Linked DNA regions of Mus musculus: region 2 is linked to region 1. The links are chromatin contacts, called in public Micro-C maps. All regions are on one chromosome and are shown on one strand. The core of a region is the stretch at or near the end of the contact, and the rest is flanking DNA. Distances in the headings are between cores, read along the strand shown.

Region 1 (6,160 bases), core at 2,622-5,121:
GGCTGTCCTAGAATGCACTATGTACATACACAGAGCTCGAACTCAGAGACCCCCTACCTCTGCCTCCTGAGTGCTGTGATTAAAGGTGTGTTCTACCTACCACCCAGCTGGTCATGGGAACTCTTACAAAAAGAAAGCTTTTAATGGGGTGCTTTCTTATGGTTTCAGAGGTTAGTCCACTGTCATCATGGCAGAGAGACATACAGACGTACAGACATACATGCAGACATGCAGACATTTAGATGTGATGCTGGAGCAATAGCTGAGAACAATATCCTGACCCAAAAGCAGAGAGAGAGAGAGAGAGAGAGAGAGAGAGAGAGAGAGAGAGAGAGCAGAGGCAGAGACAGAGACAGAGACAGAGACAGAGACAGGCAGACATACAGGCAGGCAGACAGATAGACAGACAGACACAGACAGGAACTGGCATGGACTTTTAAACCCTAAAGCCCACCCTCAGTGACACACTTCCTCCAACAAGTCCACATGTACTCTAATGAGGCCACACCTAATTCTTCTCAAATGGTGTCACTTCCTGATGACTAAGCATTCAAATATATGAGCCTGTGGGGGCCATTCTCATTCAGATCACCACAGAGTTCCTGTCTGATTCTGCAACTCTTCAAACTCCCCCGATGCTGACAGTATCAGGGTGACAAGAAGTTATGATGCTATCAGTTGGGAAATCCCCAGTCCAAGTATCGCATCGAGAGAGTTGGGAAGATCAAGCACTGGCTATGCAAACATGAGGGACCGATGCGATGCGCAATCCCCACAACCTTGCTTATAATTCAGGGCTGGGACAGGGGGCCTCTTCACCCCACCTCAGCCTTGTCTAACCAGTGACTTCCAGGCCAGTGAGAGACCTGGTGGGTGTCTCCTGAGGAACGATGCCCAAGGTTGTCAGTTTCCACATGTGCTGGCATGTACTGCACACACCAGCATACGTGTACATGCAGATGCATGATCACATGGACATGCCAACTCACCCCCGACTCTGCAATATGGCTCTAGATTTGTTTGCGTGTGGCAGGAGAGAGTTGAAACTGTCTCAAGTGGTCCAAATTCCCTGAACTCATTGTGTAGTGGGACAAGAGATATGCACCACTACATCTGGGTTGATTGCTTTTTTAATTTAAATATGACATTCTATTATGTGTGCCCTTCAGTCATATATAGCAGTCAGTCCCACAAATGTCACTTCATGAACCAGAATACTGTCCCCTTTATAGATTTTTGACTGCCTTTGGCTCCTGCAAGGCTTGATGGTGCCATACCATGTATGAGAGAGACTGGGATCTTGCCTATTTATGGAGAAACACATCCCCTCTTCAGACTGTGGTTCAAGATGCCCAGCGGAGCTTGGGATACTCACTAGCATCACCTGTCAGGACTGTTTGCGCTTGAACACGGTCTCCTTCTGTGCCATTATGATTTCTTCCCTTCCCAGCTAGATGCATGTCCCATGCAATTGACACCTGCTTGTGGACACAGGGAATACTGGGCAGCATTTTCAGCCTGTGTCTGGCCTGTCTCATAGGGTGAGGAGTCGTCCACACAGAAATGTAGGCTGGCCACGGCACCCCTTCCCCACACAGCCTCCCTTCTGCTGAAGGACAAAACCGGGAATCACCTATACCCTCTCACAGTCTCTGATTTTCCTCCTTCCCCACACTGGCTCGATTCAAATACAGTCATGAATCTCCAACCATTGCTTGTCTGTAGTGTCTAGCTCCAGCCACCAGCCCTTCCCCTGGGTGACTGATAGACACCCTACTGGTCCTCTCTGTAGACTTTCTCCCTTTAGATCACATTCTACAAAGGTGAAAGCATGGTGCTTTATCTCTTCCATGTAAATAAGATTAAAGGCCTTATTTTGGCCTCTGAACTTAGGGATCATTTGATCTAGGAGATATATATATATATATATATATATATATATACATATATATATATATATATATTCCATAAATAGACAAGATCCCAGTCTCTCTCTCTCTCTCTCTCTCTCTCACACACACACACACACACATATATAATCTTTAATATATTTTTATATAAATATTTATATATGTATATTATACATACATACATATATATATATATATATATATATATATATATATATTATATAATTTTCTTTTCTTGAGATGGGGTCTCACTATGTAGCCCTGGCTCTTCTGGATCTGTGTAGACCAGCCTGGCCTGGAATTCTCGGAGATCGACCTGCTTTTGCCTCAGCAAAAAGACTGCCTCAGCACACCTGGGCTGGGATATACTTTTAAGAGAACCTCGTTCTGTTCTCAGAACTGTTCGGTTTGACAGCCCACTCTCTAAGACCTGCAGTCTCAGCGCCCCCTCCCCCACTCTCTAAGCTCCATGCAGACATCCGTGTCTTCCCGTAGTCCCTTTCCCCGGACTTGAGACCTTCACATGTTGTCCTGTTTTTCTCTGTTGGAGATGCTTCTTGCTCCCACATCCTTCCTTTTAGCTTAATGGTCCTTAGGGTGCTGCTGTTAGCGGCTTAAAGTGATGAATTTGCGGGTCAAGTTGACAAGGGCTGAGCTCTGTTGGTTACCTTTAACTGCCAACTTGATCCAACCTGGAGCCATCTTGGGAAGAGGGTATTCGTGGAGTAATAGATTATCAAGATCAAGTTGGCCTGGTGGGCCTGTCTGTGGAAGATTATCCTGATTGCTTATTGATGTAGGAAGACCCAGCCCATTGTGGCACCCTCCTTCAGGCATGGATGCCAACAGAGCAGAGTAGCAGCTGAGGACTCACATGGTTATCCTCCATGCTTGCGACTGGATATGCTGCTTCTAAGGTCTTATTTTAACTCCCCGATATAAATCCATAGCAAACCCAGACTTATCCATGGAGTTGCTTTTGATCAAGGTGTCTTAACACAGCAAGAGACGCAGGGTAGCTGCTTCTCTCGCCGCCACCATCCCCAACTCCCACCCCTCTCCATTTTCTTTCCTTGTTCATTCTTCCTGAAGTTACCTGAGTCTGTTATTCAGTTGTCCTGTCTTCATGTCATCTCCCTGGGGTTGTAGGTTCTGGGTCTTGTTCCACACAAGTCACTACAAGTCCTGTTTTATAGCAATGCCCTCAACACACATTCTTTTAAACCAATAAAAAGCCTCTCTTCCTTGACCCGTTCCCCACTTAGGTTAAGCTGCCAAGCTAAACCCAACCCAAGCACACTGCTTTTCCCTAGCACAGTCCACAGAGGGTCCTTGTGAACATTTGGGTAACCGCAGTCTGTCATCCATTTGTCCTTGTTGGCTGTATCATCCGTGGAAAGGCTATGTGGCTTTTGTCGGTACTTGTAATGTTTTGGAAGGCAGGGCATCTGGGAGCTGCGGGGTGGGGTTGGGGGTGGGACTGCAGAATCCCATGGCAAACTTGAGGGACGATGTAACTGTAGACTCATGAAGGATGCAGGCTTCAGCAAGGCGAATGCCAGAGATGGGTAGGAAGCTCGTGCACTTGGGAATGAGCTAGAGAAGTCCACAAACTCTCTGGCTAACACCTGGCTTGATTCTGTGTTGTCTTTATCGACAGGAAATGAGACTAGCACATCTGCTATCAAATCTAGCACTGTCCAGAGCCACCAAAGTGCCACAACATCAACAGAAGTCACAACTGGTCACCCAGTGGCATCTACACTTGCTTCAACCCAGCCAAGCAACCCTACACCATTCACAACCTCAACCCAATCTCCATCTATGCCGACCTCCACCCCAAACCCCACGAGCAATCAAAGCGGTGGCAATCTGACTTCCAGTGTCTCCGAGGTGGACAAGACTAAAACAAGCTCTCCCAGTAGCACGGCCTTCACCAGTAGCAGTGGACAAACAGCCTCCTCTGGAGGCAAGAGCGGTGACAGTTTTACCACAGCCCCAACAACCACTTTGGGGCTAATCAACGTCTCTTCTCAGCCTACTGACCTTAATACCACCTCAAAGCTTCTTTCTACCCCCACAACAGACAACACAACAAGCCCTCAGCAGCCTGTGGATTCTTCACCGAGCACAGCGAGCCATCCTGTGGGGCAGCATACCCCTGCTGCTGTTCCCAGCAGCTCTGGCTCCACGCCCAGCACTGACAACTCTACACTGACATGGAAGCCCACTACACACAGTAAGTCATTCCTTGGCATTTTTTGTTTTTGCTTTTCTTCCTTCCTTCTTTTTCCTTTTTTTTTTTTTTCTCTCTTTTGGTTTTTCAAGAAAGGGTTTCACTCTGTAGCCTTGGCTGCCCTGGAACTCATACTCTGTAGACCAAGGTTGGCCTCAAACTCAGAGATCTATCTACCTGCCTCTGCCTCCTGAGTACTGGGATTAAAGGTGTGCTCTGCCATGTCAGGCCGCTTTTGTTTTTCTTAAGACATGAGAAGGCCTGGAGAAATGGCTCAGCTGGTAAGAGCACTGGTTGCTCCTACAGAGGACCTAGGTCCAATTCTCAACATACACATGGTGCGTACACATGGCGCTTGACAACCATTTGTAATCGTCTGACTCCCTCTTCTGGCTTACTTGGGCACTGCACACATTTGGTCCGTAGACAAAAAATGCAGGTAAAATGTGTGTGTGTGTGTGTGTGGGGGGGGGGGGGGGGGGGGGAGACTTGGCAGTGCATTTTCTCATACTACCAGTCAGTTGGAAGATATCGGTGTATGCTGAGTTTTAACCCTTCTACGTGTCTTCTGCCTTCATCAGACCTAGCCTTGGATACCCCTTTTAGCAGTGATAGAGGCTAGCAGTGTATAGATTCAACGAAGCCAGAATCTATGCCCAGGCTTGTGCCACAGGTTGTGGCCGCAGGGTGTTAGAGAATTCTAAAACTGCGTCTCAAACTTGCTTGGTAGCAATCCACTGTAAGAAATACACTTTTAATTAAGTAAAAATAAATAAATAAATAAATAAATAAATGTCAGCATGTGGCACTTGCTGCTAAACCTGATGACCTGAGTTGGACCCCAGGGACCCATGTAATGGGACAGGAGGGTGGGTGGCTGACTCCTTCGAGCTTTCGTTCTTTCTTTCGGGACTTGTGGCATGGTATGCATACTGCTGTTTTCTGGCCCCTTCCTTTCCTTCCTCCTTCTCTCTCTCCCTCCCTTCTTCCTTCTGTCCCTCTCTCCCTTCCTCTGTCCTTCCCTTCCTTCCTTTTCTGAGACTGGCTGGCCTGGAAGGAACCCACTCTGTAGACCAGCCTGGCTCCAAACTTACAGAGCTCCGCCTGCCTCAGCCCCCCGGATGCTGGGATTAAAGCTGTGCACTGTCACATCCTGTCTTATGTCTGCTTCTGCTTATTTAGTTTTTAAAGTGCCAGTCTTTAAATTAGTGTCAGAATCTATGGCCGGCTCAGGAACCTTAAAATCCTGAGTGAGAGTTTCTGAGCATTAGCCTATGCCCTGGGGGACAGGGCCACACCCTATAGCAGGTGCACAGGCTCAGAATGGTCTGTTGAAATCCTCCTCTTTTGCGGTTGTGCCCTGTGACCTTGGACAAGTCACCGAGCTTCAGTTTCCCTGTTGATAAGCAGGGACCGTCCTAAAGGAGCAAGTCTTTGAAACACAAAGCACAACCCCTCCTACAGAGCCTGCGCAGTGTGTTAGCTATGGCCCACCTGTGCCTCAGAGAGGTAATTGTAGCATAGTTCCTGTGACTCCTACTTAGTTCTTACTTCATCCAAGTCTAACTCATTCTGTCCCTGGAGCCCAGGACCCCACTTCTTCATTTCTGCCTCTTTCCTCTTCATAGCTACTGGTTTCAGCTTGTGAGAATCATGAAGCCAGTAAAGACTGTGTTCTCCTCAGCCTTTGCCTTGTCTGTTACAGAACCATTGGGCACCTCTGAAGCCACTCAGCCCCTCACCAGCCAGACACCAGGCATCACTACATTGCCCGTCTCCACACTGCAACAGTCTATGGCGTCTACAGTGGGAACTACGACTGAAGAGTTCACACACCTCATCTCTAATGGGACTCCCGTGGCCCCTCCAGGCCCCAGCACACCCTCTCCCATCTGGGCCTTTGGAAATTACCAGGTAATTCTAGCAGAGGGTGGGATGAGAAACTCAAGGGAAGTCCTTTCCTTTGGCCTTCTCAGGGTCCCTGGCTGGACACTCTAAGGAAAAGTTGTCTGTT
Region 2 (5,699 bases), core at 649-3,148, 130 kb before region 1:
TCCTCCTCCTTTTCTTCCTCCTCTTCCTCCTCTTCCTCCCCTTCCTCTTCCTCCTCCTCCTCTTCTTCTTCCTCCTCTTCCTCCTCCTCCTCCTCCTCTTCCTCCTCCTCCTCTTGTTCTCTTCTTTTTTCTGGGATAAGGTCACAAGAGTTGAGGGCTGGATCTGGGAGGCCTAGTGAGATTGGGGTACAGTATATGAAATTCTCAAGTAATCAATAAAAAATGTGATGTTACAAAAAAAAGACTGTGTGATCTCACGGCCTCTCCCATCTCCCTTCATTACTCACAAGGACTCCCTTCCCTCCATGATTCAAACCAGTGCTCAGGCTCAAGGGACAGAGAGAGGGCGAGCCCCCACCACTGCCATTGCTGAACTCTGCTGCCTTCACTCTCAAGAGAATGTTGGTGCGCTGACATCATCCCTGATGATGGACCTTAGTTAAGAGCTGGTCTTTAATATTCATATCAAGGATGATGAACCCTAGGGTCAACGTGTTGTGCAGCTGCCCTGGCTTCAGTCTGATTCTGAGACTGTCCTGCCTACAACTGAACAAAGGCAGGCCCCTCAGCCAGGCCCATGAGCAGTGGTGATCCGTCTCCAGGGTCCTCAGAGCAGAAGGTGTGGCCCTGACACCTCCAGTGATGCTCTCACGGGCCAGTGTCCTCTCAGATAAAATTGGAGTTAACCCCCCATTTTGAACAATGAATCAGAGAAGTGGAGAACTGACATGATCCAAATGAGATCTTTCCTGTGTCAGCCGGGTGGGGTGGAGGGGTGGGTACCTTATAGTGTCACCCCACCAGGGCAAGCACGCCCACAAGTTATGCTCTGTTCCATGTGGCTTTAGATGCTGGGAAACGTTTGCCTACTCTTTCTCGGTGAGAATGATTATAGGCAGGCCTAATTCTTCAGTCTAACGCTCTCCCCATGCAGACCTAATTCTGATCTGCAACCACTGTCCTTTAGGTCTCATATGTGGGGCTTTCTCGCCCTCTGGTGGAGAGACTTTAGCACTGCAACTATGTCCCTGCTTAACCCTAACGGAGATACCGACCTAGTTCTTTCAGTCTCTGAGGCTTTTCCCACAGGATCCCACCTTCAGGGCTAGGAGATGGTGGCAGGGGGACCTGCTCTGCCCATTTCGTCCCTGCTCCCCTCACTTTCTGCAGACCAGGCCACCGCTTTTCTGACACTACCATTTACAGACTGCCAGACTTAGTATCCAGCTACTACATGTGACTAGTCCTCTGCCTCACACACTAACAGACCCTCCGCCTGCGCCATGACCCTTCTCAAGCCTCCCTAAGCCAATCTCCCTACTGGGGTGATCTCTTTCCTTCCTTTCTGGGCCTGACTCAGCCAGCTTCGATCTGCAGAGCACTTCTCCTCTAACTGGGTATGGTAAGCAGTCATTCCATTAGGGAAGACATGACACCAGAGGAAGCTGTTTGCTGAACCCGAATCATTGGGTGACCATGGCCTAGGGGATCTAGCAAGAGGCTTCTTTGGGGAGTGGCAAGACTTATGGGCCAACCGTGAGCTGGTTTTCCCAGAAGAGGGGAGGGAAGGCTGTCTGTGGCTACTGTCTTTACCTACTTTATTTCTCACCTTCACCCCAACCTTAAGGATAAACCAGGATCCTTTTGCCAGGTGACACTGTCTCAATGAAACAATGTAGCCAGTCTTGGTTCTAACAGCCAAAGGACTACTGTGGACTCCTCTCCCCCACCCCCATCCCCACCCCCAGGACCTTCTACCATACTATATTCTGTCCCTTTTCTCACAAAGCATGGAGCAAGAGAGCAGAGGAGGTGGCGGGAGGCACCACTGGCGTGAAGAAAGAGTGTATGCAGATGGACTGAGATGCAGCCATGGAGGGGCGTGGCTAACCCTCTCAGAGGACAATCCTGGGGTAATTGACCACATGACAGACAGTAGCCCTTCTGACCTTCTAAGGTAATTGGAACCCTTGACTTTTTTCTTAGTTTTTATCACCCTAATAAAAACCTACATCTCCCGTTGGTATGGATTGAAGCCATCCCCTTCACATATTGAGGTATTTGGGGATACGGTGAAAGCTCAGTCAGTAAAGTGCTTGTCAGGTACTCATGAGGACCTTAATTGCACACCGGGCATACCATGTAAAAAGCTGGGCACGGCAGCCGTGGGTCTGTAATCTCAGCACCAGGGAGGCAAAGCCAAGAGGATCTCAGGGACTCACTGGTCAGTCTAGCTCCAAATTCAGCAAGGAACACGGTCTCAAAAAATTAAGGTGGAGAGGCTGAAGAGGTGACTCGGTGGTTAAGAGCCCTGGCTGCTCTTGTAGAAGACCCACGTTTGAGTCTCAGCACCCACCCAGCAGCTCACAAGCATCTATAAGTCCAGATTCTGAGGATTCGCTGCTAACTTCTGACCTCTGAGGACACCATATGTGGTATCCATACATATATGTGCAGGTAAAACATTTTGTACATAGGCTAAAAATAAATACAAAAAAAAAGTAATTGCATCACCAAGACCATTTATGCCTGCCTCCAGCCTTTCTTTACCCAAACCTCATCAGCAACCCTGCACTAACCACCCTTATGAGCTGAACTCCTAGCGTCTATTAGGGATTGGGTGAGGCAGTCTCTCTCTCTCTCTCTCTCTCTCTCTCTCTCTCTCTCTCTCTCTCTCTCACACACACACACACACACACACACACACACACACACACACACACACAAAACCCACCCCAATTCCCTGGAAAAGGGATAGGTCTCTGTCCTCTGCACGGTGCCTGGCACAATAATGGGTACCCCACAAATGTCAGTATGCAGGATACCCCTTCATTTCTCTTTCTAAAAACACCTTGTGGTCCCCCTGAGTCACAGCTCTAGGGTGAAACAAAGCCAGCCTAGGGCGAGGAGCCTCCCGGGAGTGACTGCCACTCTCTGTGGGCACACGCCCATTCAGAGCTCCAATTATCAGGAGGTAACAGGTTTCTGCAATCTTACTCCCCATTTGGCCAGGGAAAAAAACAAACCATGAAGCAAGCGAGCTCTCTCAAGGATGCTTAGCTGGAAATGTTCTGCACCTCAGAATTTAAGGCTCCATTTCAGAAATGATTCAGCCTTAGATGAAAGAAGACAAATGCCCCTATTTTTATCCAGAGAAAGTTATGAAACACTACTCACATCAAATCTCCATATACCTTTTCCTCCTAATGCAGCAAAATGATACCCTTATCATCGTTCAATCAGAGGCTTGCTAAGTCGGCGCGGGGAGACGAGACTGCGACAACAATCATCGATGCTTCCGGCAGCCCCTCGCGCCCGATCCGATGCACAGCACCGCCATTATCAACACATGAAAGGCTTCCTCAATTTCACTCTTGATCATCATCAGCCACAACAGATATTTATTGACTGGCTGTTGTGTGCAGGAAATGTGGCCAGGTGCTGAGGAAGAAAAACTGGGCGAGAAAATTCTCCAAGGATTTTTGAAAAGGGGAAGAGAGGTACCAATAAGCAAGCGATCTGCCTCCAAAGTGTCCTGGGTGTAGAAAGAAGACAAACGCAGTAGCTTTGATAAAGGAGGATGGTCCGGACTGACAACGTATACTTTCAGGTTGCTCCTCATGTGATTTTTGCCAAATGCAAGAAAATGATACCAGCCTAGTTTCTCAACTAAATGCTGAGTGGCTGTGGGGAGGAAACCCTGCCCAGAATATATCTGTCTCTTCAAATTTTTTCTTTGTTTTGTTTTAATAAACAGTTTCATGCAGCCTAGGTTAGCATTGAACTTGCTGTAGAGTCATTGATGAATGTATTGGTACATGCGCATGGGTGTGGAGGCCAGAAGTTAGTCTTGAATGGTATTCCTCGGGTACCATTCATCTTGGTTTGGAAAGGTTTATTTAAAACAAACAAACAAACAAACAAAACAGGATCTTAGGACTCCCATTGCTGTGATAAAACACCATGACCAAAAGCAACTTGGGAAGGAAAGGATTTATTTCATCGTGTACTTCCAGGTAACAGTCCATCACTGAAGGAAGTCAGGACAGGAATTCAAACAGGGTAGGGAAATGGAGGCAGGAACTGAAGCAGAGGCCATGGAGGTGTGCTGCTTACTGGCTTGCTCCTCCTGACTTGCTCACTTGATTTTCTTCTATATCCCAGGATTCCCCCCAGCCCAGGACCCCCACACACAATGGGCTGGGCCCTCCCATGTCAATCATCAATCAAGAAAACGCCCTTCACAGACTTACCTACAGAAAACTCCTTTGGTGGTGCTTTCTCCATTAAAATTCCTTCTTCCCAGATAACCCTTCCTTATGTCAAATTGACGCAAAAATTAAGAAGGGGCATGGGAGTGCATCCCTTTAATCCCAGCACTTGGGAGACAAAGGCAGATGGATCTCTGTGAGTTCAAAGCTCTGTAGCTCTAAACAAACAAGCAAACAACCCACCCGCCCACCCCACCCCCAAAATACCAAACTAGTCAGCAGTCTCTTGTGTGGTTAGGTCAGTGAGCCCTAGGAATCAGAAATCAGCTTAACTCTTCCTCTTCCACAATAGGACTTCAAGGGCACACTATCACACCCTGATTTTAGATGTAGGTTCTCAGGGTGGAAAGCAGGTCTTGCATGCAGGATGCACAGTTTACCAACTGAGCTATTGCAAACCTAGCCAAGGATGGACCTCCACTTCTGGGTGCTGAAGTTACAGATGGATACCACCATGTGCCTCCCAGCATATCATGAGTCTGGCCTGGCGCTGCTGTGGTGATTGACACTCACCTGAGGTGGGTCATGTGCTGAGAGCTTGGTCACCAGCCTGTGACTTTATTAGGAGGTAAAGGGACCTGGGGCCTTGTAGGAAGAAGTTTGGTTGTGGGTTCCTACTCTTGAAAGACATATTGGAACTTGAGCTTCTAGTGAGCCTGCACCCCCTCTTCTCCTTAGCCATGAAGTAACCATCTTTACTGCATCACTTGCTCCCCAACGTGATGTTTTTATTCACCACAGCTCAAAATAATGGAGCCAGCCAGGTAAGGGCTGAAGCCTGTAGAAGTGTGAGCCTTGTGAACCTTTTTTTTTCTCAAAAGTGAATAGCCTTGGGTACTTCCTCACTACAACTAAAAGTCAACTAGAAGTTGACCTACACACCTGTCAATACAAATGGGCAAAAATTTCCAACAGTCTTGGTATCCATTTGGTCCTGAAATCATAGTGACTGGTGTGTGTGTTTGGGGGGGGAGTGTTCACTCGTTTATTCATTTGTTTGTTTTCTCAGAGAGAGTTTCAACTGTGCAGCTCTGGCTAGCCTGGAACTCCCTATGTAGACCAGGCTGGCTTCAAACTCACATTGATCTGCCTGCATCTGTCTCCCACGTGCTGGGAGAAGAGGCGTGTGCCACCATGGCCAGCTTTAGCCTGCGCTTTAAAGTCAAGCTCTGAAAAGCGTTCCTTAGGGCTGTCACACAAAGAGGGAAACCAAAAACAACAGTGTCAGAAAGAAGAAAAATAACTCTAAGCACAAAAGTCTCTGCGTGCCTTTTTAAAAAGATGTTCACTGTGTATACACATGAGTTTCTGTGTGGGGGTTAACGCAGGTGAAGCCCAGCAGAGGTGTCATATCCTCCAGAGCTGGATTGCAGATGGTTGTGAGCTACTTAACATGGGTACTGGGAACCGAACTCAGGTCCTCTGTTA

What was found. A called contact is a pair of places that touch in the nucleus more often than the background predicts.
Region 2: a Micro-C map of the G1E-ER4 cell line shows a contact between it and region 1, with 5 times the contacts expected there. The contact joins two enhancer-like sites. A contact is called at or near these places in 1 of 39 promoter capture datasets (embryonic stem cells), 2 of 15 datasets of contacts at CTCF or cohesin (the G1E-ER4 cell line and embryonic stem cells), 30 of 484 Hi-C or Micro-C datasets (the Ba/F3 cell line, the G1E-ER4 cell line, the HL-1 cell line and 9 more), 10 of 115 datasets of contacts at active chromatin or transcription factors (the NIH/3T3 cell line, differentiating embryonic stem cells, embryonic stem cells and 3 more) and 5 of 9 other capture datasets (adipose tissue, embryonic stem cells, embryonic tail and 2 more).

What each region holds. Positions count from the first base shown.
Region 1 is chr6:31,526,447-31,532,606 of GRCm38.p6, reverse strand. It overlaps Podxl (podocalyxin-like), which reads left to right. Exons shown (of 8, transcript NM_013723.3): 2 at 3,571-4,149; 3 at 5,852-6,060. Among named protein-coding and RNA genes, the nearest start is that of Podxl, 34 kb to the left of the region's middle. Within about 2 kb of position 3,871, at least 11 of the 459 cell types and tissues checked have an H3K27ac peak or open chromatin away from gene starts, as enhancers often do. A contact at or near this core is called in the Ba/F3 cell line and the G1E-ER4 cell line, where this site is marked.
Region 2 is chr6:31,656,245-31,661,943 of GRCm38.p6, reverse strand. The region is part of intron 1 of Gm13846 (a long non-coding RNA gene); the gene reads right to left. Among named protein-coding and RNA genes, the nearest start is that of Gm13848, 7.0 kb to the left of the region's middle. Within about 2 kb of position 1,898, at least 22 of the 459 cell types and tissues checked have an H3K27ac peak or open chromatin away from gene starts, as enhancers often do. A contact at or near this core is called in the Ba/F3 cell line and the G1E-ER4 cell line, where this site is marked.